Regions from separate parts of the Mus musculus genome. Here region 1 is linked to region 2. The links are chromatin contacts, called in public HiChIP or PLAC-seq maps. All regions are on one chromosome and are shown on one strand. The core of a region is the stretch at or near the end of the contact, and the rest is flanking DNA. Distances in the headings are between cores, read along the strand shown. Region 1 has its middle 340 kb from the start of Gm36528. Region 2 holds the start of Auts2 (autism susceptibility candidate 2).

What was found. HiChIP or PLAC-seq counts read pairs in DNA pulled down with a chosen protein or histone mark.
Region 1: a contact with region 2 is called in an H3K4me3 HiChIP or PLAC-seq map of embryonic limb bud, with 3 times the contacts expected there. The contact joins the enhancer-like site here to the promoter of Auts2 in region 2. A contact is called at or near these places in 1 of 39 promoter capture datasets (hippocampal neurons) and 6 of 115 datasets of contacts at active chromatin or transcription factors (embryonic basal ganglia, embryonic forebrain, embryonic limb bud and 3 more).

The regions. Positions count from the first base shown.
Region 1 is chr5:133,090,881-133,096,521 of GRCm38.p6, forward strand. No RefSeq gene overlaps it. Among named protein-coding and RNA genes, the nearest start is that of Gm36528, 340 kb to the left of the region's middle. Within about 2 kb of position 2,456, at least 3 of the 459 cell types and tissues checked have an H3K27ac peak or open chromatin away from gene starts, as enhancers often do. A contact at or near this core is called in embryonic limb bud, where this site is marked.
Region 2 is chr5:132,539,109-132,545,000 of GRCm38.p6, forward strand. Auts2 (autism susceptibility candidate 2) reads right to left here and starts at 4,112. Exons shown (of 20, transcript NM_001363480.1): 1 at 2,407-4,112. The coding sequence starts at 2,715.

The DNA.
Region 1 (5,641 bases), core at 1,206-3,705, 550 kb after region 2:
TACACCAACAGCCAAGAAACGTAGCACATTTCTTATATACAGCTGGAGGATGAAGTGGGCTAACTGATCTCAGTAGAGTGACTCTGTTAGGGGAGCAGTTTCAAGCAGCAGTCATCTTGGAGGAGGAAGGTGTGGTTGACACTGCACACAGTGCTGGTGTAATTCGACCTACCAGAGGAAGGTCTTACTGTTCCCCTGTGCCTGACCTTAGAAGGCTTTCTTATTACCATGGATCTGAGGCACTGGGGTCCTTGACATTGTCATGATCATCTCATGAGTGCTCATTCCTACAGGAGTACACTTGCTTCCCACAACAGTCCCTCACTGAGGGAAGTCAAGACAGAAACATAAGTCAAGAGCCTAAAGGTAGGACTGTTGGCTATTACATACAGCATTACCCTGTCTAGGGAGCTCAAAGCCAAGAAGTACAGCAAGCACCATGGGGAATGCTGCTTGTTAGCTTGAAGGCTTATACTCAGATAGCTTACTTACACAGCCCATGACTGCTTGTGCAGGAAATAGTACTGCTCAGAGTGGACTGAGAAATCCTACATCAACTAAAAATCAAGATAGTTCTTCATAGACATTCTCATAGACTAATCTGATCTGTGTAATTCCTTAATTGAGATTCCGTTTCAGATCTAGGTTATGTCAAGAGACAGGGGAATCTATCCCACAGCACCTTGCATGGTGGGCAAGACTCTATCAACTGACACTGCATCCCTAACATGGGGGCTAGATCTTAGAGCTATCTATCCAGGAGTGCATTTAATCAACAGATAGCACATGAGCTTATGATATACTTCTAACCTGGTGCCAAGCACTGCAGTTTGAAACATTCATTTTTAATTCCCCCAATTGAAGCAGAGTGCCCTTTGCCTGGAATCCCAGCTTTTGTGAGGTTGAAGAGAACTGTCAGAGAGGAAGACCTTATTTAGCACTCAGGGAACTTATATGATGGTAGCATTCCTAGTGCTAATAGTCTCAATTGTAGATTCTTTGAGTCAATCTTAAAGATACCTTAAAGATGCCTTAGGGAATAGAGAGATGGCTAAGTCAGTGGAGTGTTGACCATTACAGATGAGGGCCCCAGTCTGAATCCTCAGCACTAATGCTTTTACATTTAGCCAGACATGGTGATAGGTTTCAGTAATCCTAGCACTTGGGATGTGGAGATAGGGGGATCCCTAGAGTGTGCTTGTCAGCTAGTTACAGTGAGAATTCTGGTTTCTATTAAACCCACAGACATGTTATGTGAATATGCTATCGTTTTAATCCCAGGTGTAGGATGTGGGGCTGCTTCAGCTCATCCACAGCAGCTGACTATGATTTGTCTTGTGCTCTGGCAAGGGTGTGATTTTGCCAGCTGAAGATAGTTTATGATTGGAATTGTGGGAACTCTGCAGAGAATGTGTAAGTGCCCGAGCTCCAAGAGAGGGGGCTGCTGCTCCCCCTTCTGCTGCTGGTGGCTGCTGTTGTGGTCTGTTGAGTGGTCATGTACAAAGTGATGAGAAGAAATTGGATATTCTGATACTTGAAGAAGATCAAACTTGTCCCAAAGAACTCAGTGCCCCTAATCAGCCAGAAGTAGTCTAAGGAAACCAATGCTCCCCTTTCCCCTCTAACCTTCTCTCTTACCTAGTGTTGGGGGTTTGGGGGGTCTATTAAGAGCTAAAAGTAGAAAACAGAACCCCCAAAGTAGACACATGTCTGGTTATAGCTAGTGTCTTTGAATTTGTGAACTCCAAGTTCAGTGAAACAACTTTTTGTAAAGAACAACAACTAAAATAAGGCAGAGAAGACCCTGGTGTTGACCTCTGGCCTCTACACATAAGAAAACATATCTACATACATACATACCTTCACACACCCACACAGGACACACTTACTCAAGAGGAGTTGGAGGTGTGGACATCAGATCTTTGTGAAAGTCCCCTTTTTAAGCTCTAAAGTCTGCATCTCTGTGAAGTTGGGATATGGAAATATTTAAATGCCTGAACTTGAGTCCTGTGTGAATCTTGACAATTTCCAGCTGCCAACTTCTATAATAGATAAATTTGATATCAAAGGTATTCAGATGCTGAATTAGAAGTCCCTTGGATCAACCTGGCTGTGTTTCCCAGCTTCAGCCTTGAATGTGAGAAAGGTGATCAAAGGGACCCAGAAAAAAAAAAAACCAGGAGTAATTCACTTTGTTGATTTCTGTGTATATTTAGTCCTGTGGGTGCCTGGGGATTCTTAAACATTAGCTCCTTTTAAATCAAGTTGGGCACCCTATAAATCAAAATGATAAATGATTGATAAATAAACTGTCATTGCTACAATTAGATTTTCCATTATACTTGTATGCTATAATTTAAAATGTAATTTCCCTTGAAGCTCATAAAGGCACTGTAGTAATAGGGTGTCACAATGTATTAGGGACAAGTGTGAGCATGTGGCTGAACATGAACCTCTGTGAAATGTGAGACCGGACTGCAGGGCTTAATACAAAGCTCAGGCTTGGATATGGAGGCAGGGGCAGATTATATGACATTTCAAGGGACGATGTGTTTCAGTTAGACATAGTCCAAGAGGAAGGGAAGCCAGGGCTGGAGATCTAACTCAGCGGGCAAAGTGCTTTCCAAATAAGCATGAGAACCTGTGTTCAGATGCCCAAGTGGCATGTACGATCTGAATGTATACATCTGGAATACTAGAATTCCTATCAGGATATTGAAGTTGAATACAGGAAGCTTGCTGGCCAGCAAGCCTGGGGTACATATTGGTGAGTAACAAGACAGAGTATATCTTAAACAACTGGCATTTATGTGCACATGTGTATCTGATCCATATAAGGATACCCAAGTGCCTGCACTTACTTACACAGGAACATGCACAAGGACACACACACATACACACAATATACACAGAAACACACACGCACACAATACACACAGACACATTAAGAAGGATCAAATGGCCCAAATTTTTGAATTAGCATAGGGATAGACATTGGGCTATATAGTTCAAGATCTCCATTCTGTCACATACCAGCCATATTATTTTTCATGCACTCTGTTCTCTGAAGGAGAAATCACCCAGTTTACCATAAAAGATAAATATGTCTTCCACAACTGTTTTTCTTTTCCTTCTAACCAGTGAAAGGACTGATCTTCTCTACATCCCTTGTTTTAAAAAGAAGTCTTTGTGAGCGTGGGGATGTAGTTGTGTTGCTATGTGTACGAGTGCAGGTCAGAGGCAAACCTCCAGGGTTGGTTCTCACCTTCCGTCTGTTTGTAGCAGGTTCTCTTGTTTACTAGCTGCCTCTAACTAGTCTGTGGGCTTCTGAGGGTTCTCTAGTTCCAGAGCTCCATTAGGAGCTCTGGAAGATAGACATTTGCTGCTGTGTCCAGCTTCACATGAATTCTTAGAATCCAGGTTCATATTTTTTATGTTAGTGTGGCAAATACTTTATCCACTGAGCCATCTCTCCAGCTCAATACTTAACTTCTAATGCCCCCCCCCCCCGCCACACACACACAAAGTGGTCTGAATGTGAAATGTCCCCCCACAGGCTCATGTATTTGAAACTTCTTCTCCAGCTGGTGGTGCAGTTTTTGGAAGATTTCAGTCTTTAGAAGGTAGGATCTTGCTGGAGGAAGTGGGTCCCTTGGGGTAGGCCTTGAAGTCTTACAGCTTTGTCCACCTCCTGTTCACTCTGCTTCCTAGCTACAGATTCAGTGTGACAGGGTGAGCATGTCACCTCTTCTGCCAAGGCGGATCATCTCCATTCACAAGCTACGAGCCAAACTCAACCAATCCTTCTTTACAATATCTTGTGACTGTAAGAAGACAAACGATTAATATACTAGCCAAACTCAAATACTTAGAAATGGAATTTAGGTAATATGATTGGACAAACACCCCTGATTAATGTAGCCACATCTACTTGAGTCTTCAAACCTTTAGGAATGGTGGAAATGACAACTTACAACCATGATATAATCATGAGATAAAATTTAAAAAGGCAAAATAACTTCTGACTTAGTACTCTACGATAAGCCAAATGAATCCATATTTGGATATCCAGGTAAAGATTTACCCCAGTTTTTTAGATGGATTTTTTTCTATGCTCAAAGAAGTTGCGGCTTCCTTTAACCATCACGTTTGAGATTAACTATGTTGGAATGGACACCTGCTAATTACTTTTTTCACTGCTGTGAGAAAATGCCTGGCAGAAGGAGGAAGGGTTTATTTGGGTTCAATCTGAAGGCACCCATCATGGCAGGGAGGCACGGTGGCAGTGTCGACTCCATAGCCGCCCTTTGGTGGAACAAAAATGCAGGACTCTGGCAAAAGTCTGATTTTCAAAGAGACTAGTGTTCCAATTTTCTCATCTCAGCTCTGCATTTCAAAGGTTTCACAACCTCCCAGAACAGAACACCATCAAGGCACCAAGTATTTAAAAACCTAACTTGGGCATTTCTCTAGTTTCATTTCTGTGGCTATAACAAATACACAGACATAAAGTGTGGCTGTTTGAATAGGTATTACCCCCCGCGCCCACATAGAGTCACGTTTTGGATGCCTGGCCACAGGGAGTGGCACTATTAAGAAGTGTGGTCTTGTTGGAGGAAGTGTGTCACTGTGGAGGCAGGCTTTGAGACCTCCTATGTCCAAGCAGTGACACAATTTGCTTTTGTTGCCTGCGGATCAAAATATTGAACTTTCAGCTCCTCTCCAGGACCATGTCTGCCTACTTGCCACCATGACAGTAATAGACTAAACCTCTGAAACATCAAGCCAGCCCCAGATGGAATGTTTTCCTTTGTAAGAGTTGTGGTCATGGTGTCTCTTCACAGCCATAAAACCCTAACTAAGATAAAAAGCAGCACAGGAGAAAACAGGTTTTGCCTTATAATCGTATAATTCCAAATTCTGCTTTGTCGCCCTAGGGAAGTCAGGGCAGGGACTCAAGCAGCTAGTCCCATCATATCGAAGAGCCACATCAATAGAAATGCATCTTTGCTTGCTTGGTTTCAGTTAGCTTTCTCCTTTCACAAACTGTTCAGGACTCACCGCACTCTGAAAAGTGGGACTGCCCATAGTAGGTTGTGACCAATACAGTCCCTACAGATATACCCACAAACCACCTAATCCTAAGTCCTCCTTAGACTCTCTTCCCATGTTTTTTCAGGTTATGTTGAATAGACAGCTAAAACTAACCAGCATGGGGGTGGAAAAGCTTTTTTACATTCAAGCCAGGATACACCGTGACCATTTTTCAGCTAGTGAGTCCTGTGAGAACATTCTTCAAGCTATCTTTCCTAAAATGTCCACCTCTGTTTCTACAAATGACAATCGCACGTGTGAGGTTAGCTCTAAGCCATTTTCCCAGGAATGCAAATGTTCACCCCAAGTCGTGTCACCCTGCACCCTACTCCATTAGACTGTAAAGACTGGTTACTTAAAGAAGGGCAAATGCTTTACAATTGAAAATAGGGCCCCTGACTACAGAGAAGGGTCAAGTTTCCACAAATATTTCACGTTTTCACCCACCCACACAGCTCATTAGCACCACATGTCCACATTTAAATTCTGCCCACAGAGAAAGCAGAATGGATGTGACCAGGCTGGTGTTAAATCAACAGTCCCTGTT
Region 2 (5,892 bases), core at 2,862-5,361:
TGGGTGCATTGGAGTTTACCCCTACTGTTCCATGTACTTTCTCATACAAAAAAAAAATTTTAATTATACCCTTTATACCAATGCACCATTACATATGTGATATCGTGTGGATACAGAAGTACCATAGCGTTCAGCTAACCAAATCATCCTCAGGTTTTAAATCAAGAAAAGTCTCGGAGAAGTAAGTTGCATCGCAGAAAGAGGTATGGTATTCAAGGTACATCTTGAACTCGGTTGTCTTTAAAGATTATAAATTTTAAGGCTTAAAACAAGACTGGACCAAGAACATTTTCTAGCAAAACAAGTGCAAAATTTTCTTCCATCTCCACCTGAGAAGACATAGATGGCCCCTCTTGCTGACTAAGTGGGGCCACCCAGCAGGGCATGGCAACTACCCAGAGCACAGAACCACTTGTAAGCAGCTTTTTCAAGTCTTTCCTTCACCAACCATAGGCAGCCATACTGAGCCAAAGCCCAGGCAGCATTCTCTCTTAGGAGACATGATGCCACTCCAATGCCCATTTTAAAGCAAGAAAGAGGTCACATTGCAGTACCCATCCACCACTGCAAAGTTCAAAAACACAGTTATAAGCATCCTGACTGGTGACACTCAATACTTGGCACTCAGAGAACCAACTCTAAAATGGATGTTTAAGCCAAATACTAGCATCAAAATCTCTGGTCATCACCAAGGCCAGGATCGCCAGCCTCCCTTCCTTCCTCCCCAACCAGTAGCTACCAGCCACCGGCCACCACCCCCATCCAAAGCACTTTACAGAAATGAACAAGTCTGACAGACAGGAAGACTGCCTTTTTAAAAACACTTAAACTTGACATCCAAACACAGGTCTAGAACCCACAACCTAAACCTGCACAGTCAGTGCACATAAGGCTTATGCTCTCATTAACAAAGCTCAACTTGGCACCCCTGAAACAATAACACAATATCAGCAAAGATAAATAAATAAATTAAATAAATAAATAAATAAATAAATAAATAAAGGGAAGAGAAAAGTTTCTCCACACCATTATGTCAGGTGCCATGAAAGGCTACAAACCAACCATATTTTGGTTTTGTCCTGGATCAACTCAGGAGGCCCTCGGAACCTCCTGTGTATGTGTGGCTGTGTGTGTTGAGGGTGGGGAAAGGGAGGAAGAGGAGGAAAGAAAGCAGTTAAATGTATACACACCAATGACCAATCCCAGCACCAAAGCAAATCTTCCCAGGCAAAGATACTTTTCTGTGACCCTTGGACTGTCTCCCTCCAGCTCCTTCCATCCTACAAACACACACACACACACACACACACACACACACACACACACACCAGGAGCCTCTTAGCAGGCAGGAAAATATGCATTTGAAAAACCAAGGCTGCCTGCAGGTGCCTCAGGAATAAAGACAGACACACAAACACATACACAAAGCCAATCACTTGGGGTGGGGGGCACATACAAAAAAAGGAAAAGAGGGACAACTGGTGACAAGCCCTTCAGCAGCCAGCTAGGATTTTATCTTGCCTCATACCAGCCCTCCCTGGTGTACCTTCTTCTGTCCTTCAACTAAATTGCTCATGTATACACACACACACACACACACACACACACACACACACCAACACAACCCACACGCAAATGTATGTGTGTGGATAATATTGTCATTAACCCTTTCTGCAATATAGCCCCATGCATTATATAAAAAGATATTCCATCCTTTCCTCTTCTCCCCTCCTCCCTCCTTTCTCCCAACAAGGAGAAAACGCCCCCTTCCCCAGCTTCACCAAAAAAAGGGGAGGGGGGAGTATAGAAAAGCCACAAAACCCTAGCAGCCTCTGATCCCCAGGACATCCAGAAAAAGCATATACTAGACAGACTAAAACACACACACACACACACACACACACACACACACACACGCATGGGAACATATGGCTCTGTAGAAAGCACACAGAGAACAGTCCACAGGCGCCCCAAACCCAAGCAAAGACTTCCACCAGCCAAGAAGCCATGATTGGGGAGGGAGAAGAAGAGGAAAGGAGTGGGGGTAGAACCATCCGTGGAGAAGGGGGGCGCATTGTTGTGATGCCTGAACCCCTTTCTTTCCACCCATCTGCTGTGGAGGGAGGTGGGGGTGCAGGAAGGGGGCGCAAGGGAAAGGCAAGCTGGACAAGAACGAAACCAGTAGAAGACCAGACCAGGCATACAGCTTAGCGATTCCCTCCTTGCTGCCAATCTGCCCCCAGCTCCCCCTACATACAACCCCACACCCAACAATAAGACCTCGGCCGAGACTGAGAGCTTCGAGTGCGGCGGGGGAGGCAAGAAAACCGGGGTGCAGCCGAGTGTGGGGGGTGTCATGCATAAAAGGAAACCATGGGGGGAACAGAAAAGGGGGTCCCCCCTTACCTCCAGCGCTTCAAAAGTAACAAAGCTGGTCATGGCAAATCCATCAATGATGTCCTCTTCGGCTGAGGTGGACTCTCTGCGCTTCCTCCGCGGGGGTCTGGGCCGGGACGGGGCGGAGGATGGGGGCTTTCCATTGTCTTCCTTGTCGGAGCCCGACGATGAAGCCAGCGAGGGAGCCCGGGTCCGGCCGGCTCCTATACCACCCGCCGCACCGGTTCCTAACCCGGCCCGGGAGCGTCTCTCCCGGTCTCGCTGTGATCGAGACCTCCGCTTTTTCCGGAGTCCATGTCCCCGCGTCGGGCCATCCATGGTTCTTTTAACCGCGCCGGGGATCTTCCCCGTTCACCTACCCGCGCGCCACAGGCTCGGGCCGCGGCCACACACACACACACACACCCCAAGAAGAAAAAAAAAATTGACACCGAGCCCCCCTTCCTCCTGCACGGGCTTTTCCCTCCCGCCGCGAGGAAGGGCGCGGGGGAGAAAGCGGCTGGGAGAAATAAAAAAAAAAAAAAAAAAAAGAATCCGAAGAAGAACAAGAAGGGAGGGCAGGGGGGAAAAGAGAAAGAAAAAAGGGGGAAGGGGCGGGGAGACGGGGAGGGAGGGACGGGGAAGCGAGAGGGCGAAGTGTGGGGCTCCCCTCTGCACCGAGGGTCGGAGATGCCTGCGAACAGCGCCGAGCAAAGTAATGGCTGAACACACAGGTCTCCTTTACAGAGGAAAGGGGGAAAAAAATAACTCACCAAGCAGGCAATAAATCAGAATAGCGGAATGCTTTGATCAAGAGACTGGGGAAGCCCTCCCCGCGGCCATGCTCTCTCCCCACCACTGAAATCGCCTTGCTTCTCCCTTTCTCTAGAGACCCCCCAAAAAATTTTAAAAAAAAAAAAGCCCGAGGTCCGAAAAGGTCACGGTGAAGTGAGGGGTGGGTGGCAATGAACTTCACCCGCCCCCTCGTGCAGGAAAACACCCCACACCTCCGCCTCTCTCACACACTCGCCTCGCAGAAAAACTCACTCCCGGGCTCCCAGTCTTTTTTTAAGAAATGCATCCAAGGGAAGCCAGGGCTGGAGAGCGAGCTGAGAGGGGCGAGACCCCCCAGAGAGGGGAGCATAACCACGCAATCACAAGCGGAGACAGAGGTTGCCCGAGGAAAGGAGGAAGGGAAGGAGGAGGACGCTGAAGCAGTTGTGGGATTTTTTTTTTTCGGTCTTCAAGGGGGGGAGGAGGAGAAAAAGATGAAAGAAGAGAAGAATTGCAAAGCCTGGCGCGTGCCACCGACCCCCTCCTCACATACACATGCACGCACGCACACACACAAATTGTAGATCTCCCCCCACCCCCAGTTCCAGAGGTCACCCTTCTTCCAAAAAAATTTAAGATAAAATTATAAAGGGGGAGGGGGTGAGTCAGTCAACGAGGAAAGCAAAGAGCAGTCTCCAACCCGAGATACACCGGTGTGGTGGCGCCGCCGCCTCTTCTTCGTCTTCTTCTTCTTCTTCTTCTTTTTCGCGTCGCCCCGCCTGAGGAAGAAGCGCTGCGAGATGCCGCTCGCTCTCTCGCTCACTCGCTCGCTCGCTCTCAGCTAACGCTGCCTCAGCCGCCGCCGCCGGAGCCCGGAGCCCGAGGGTGCACGGCGTGTCCCCGGGCGGCTGCAGCCAGAGCCCGGGCACGGCCTCATCCTCCGCCCGCCTCGCTCACACAGCGCCCGCTCCTCCCCCTCCGGCCGGCCCACCGCCGCCGCCCGCCTCGGCCCAGCCCCGCGCCCGCCCGCTTGCCGTCTCCCTCTCCCTCTCTCTCTCTCTCTCCCCCTCTCTCGCACGCGCGCTCGAGCTCGCTCACCGGCGAGCGCTCTGGAAGACCGCCCTCTTCGCGCCTCGCTCTGCGCGCGCTCCCGAGGACCGCCCTCCTGGCTCTGCACGCGCTCCCGAGAGCTACCCCCTCCCCTCACGCCTCACTCGGCGCGCTCCCGAGGGCCGCCCCCCTTTCCCCCTTCGCGGACTCCCGAGAATCTCTCACGCCTCGTTCTCTCTCCCCCTCCCCAAAACCCCCGGCACCACGGGGCGCGCTCCCGAGGGCCGCCCCTTCCACTCAGGCACCACTAGCTGCGCGCTCCCGAGAGAAGCCCCTCCCCTCGCGCCTCTCCCCCCCCCCCGCTCTCTCCCACGCGCGTCCCCGTCCCCCCTCCTCCCGCGCGCCTCGGGCCGGGCTAGATCACGTGACCCGCCCCCCTCCCCTAGTTGTAGAGTGTGTGGAAAGCAAAAAGGCTGAGGGGCTGGCCACCGCTCCACGAGCCCAGGGCATGCGCGCTGGGGCGGCCGGGCCTGCGCACTTGGGGGCGGAAGGGGTCTCCAGAGGCTGTGGGGGGTGTGTTGGAGGGGTCGGTCACAGGCCGGTGTGGAGTTGAAGTTCGAGGGCTTGGAGGCTGCCCCAACATCCCGCCAAACGCACGGAGGACTCGCGCGCGCACGCGTAGCAGGCACCTTTCTCCGGACACTTGCTCCCGGAGTGCCTTATCTCCTCCACTCCTGAAGCTCTTGCTGGCTCAACTACTCTGAAGTACCTCTAGGTGTTTTGCCCGCGCGCAAGCGCGCGCCCGGTGCAAAAAAAAAAAAAAAATTTTTTTTTTAAATAAAAAGTGCTTGCAGCGCGGGGAAGTGCAAAGTATGGACCCAAAGAGGTTGCACTTTGGGGACAAGAAGAGTAGTCAGTCTAGTGCTGCGTCCAGGCTCATCAAGCAAGAGTTGGAAACTTTCCCCCGACCCCCTACTCTGCGTGGTAGAACACTGAATGCCAGAGTGCCCCTGAACCCAGGCGACCCCCGCCCGGCCAGCACTTTTGGTCTCTCTGTGGGAGACACTTTGAGGAGGCGCTAGCCGCTTTGGAGCAGCCAGACACCGGGAACTTGAACCTGGAGCAAGGGACTGAGTAGCTCGGGGCCGTCCCAGTCTGAGGACTCCAAACCGCCATCCCCCTCGCTGCAGACTTCGCTTACTGCTTAGCTGCAGGAGGATGGAGCAGAGGTGGCTTCCCTACGTTTTCCACCACGATGTAACGGATGCTTATAAAAAGTTGTATTAAAGAGCTGACTACAGCCCAGAATCGATCAACCAAAGCGACCAGCCTCTCTGGATAAAATAGCTGTGCGTTTTTTCAAGGCACTTGGAATTGATCTATACTCACCGACAGTCTTCTCTCAGCAATCTCTTAGTTGCTTCTCTTTCTGTCCAAGCACATAAACACTGTGGCACATCACCCCTCACCCCTAGCAACCCACACTTGGCATGAAGGAAAAGAAAACAAACTGACATTAATTGCTCACAATGAGCCAGGCACCGTGTTACAATGCTTTGTACGCGGATTTCTACTGTTCTGAATCCCAGTCTGCACAGAACAGAACAAGAAGGTCAGAAGCAGTGGAAGAGAAAGAAAACGTACCTTTCTCAAATGGGTAAACGGATGGATGCTTTTTTTTTTCTTGCATTC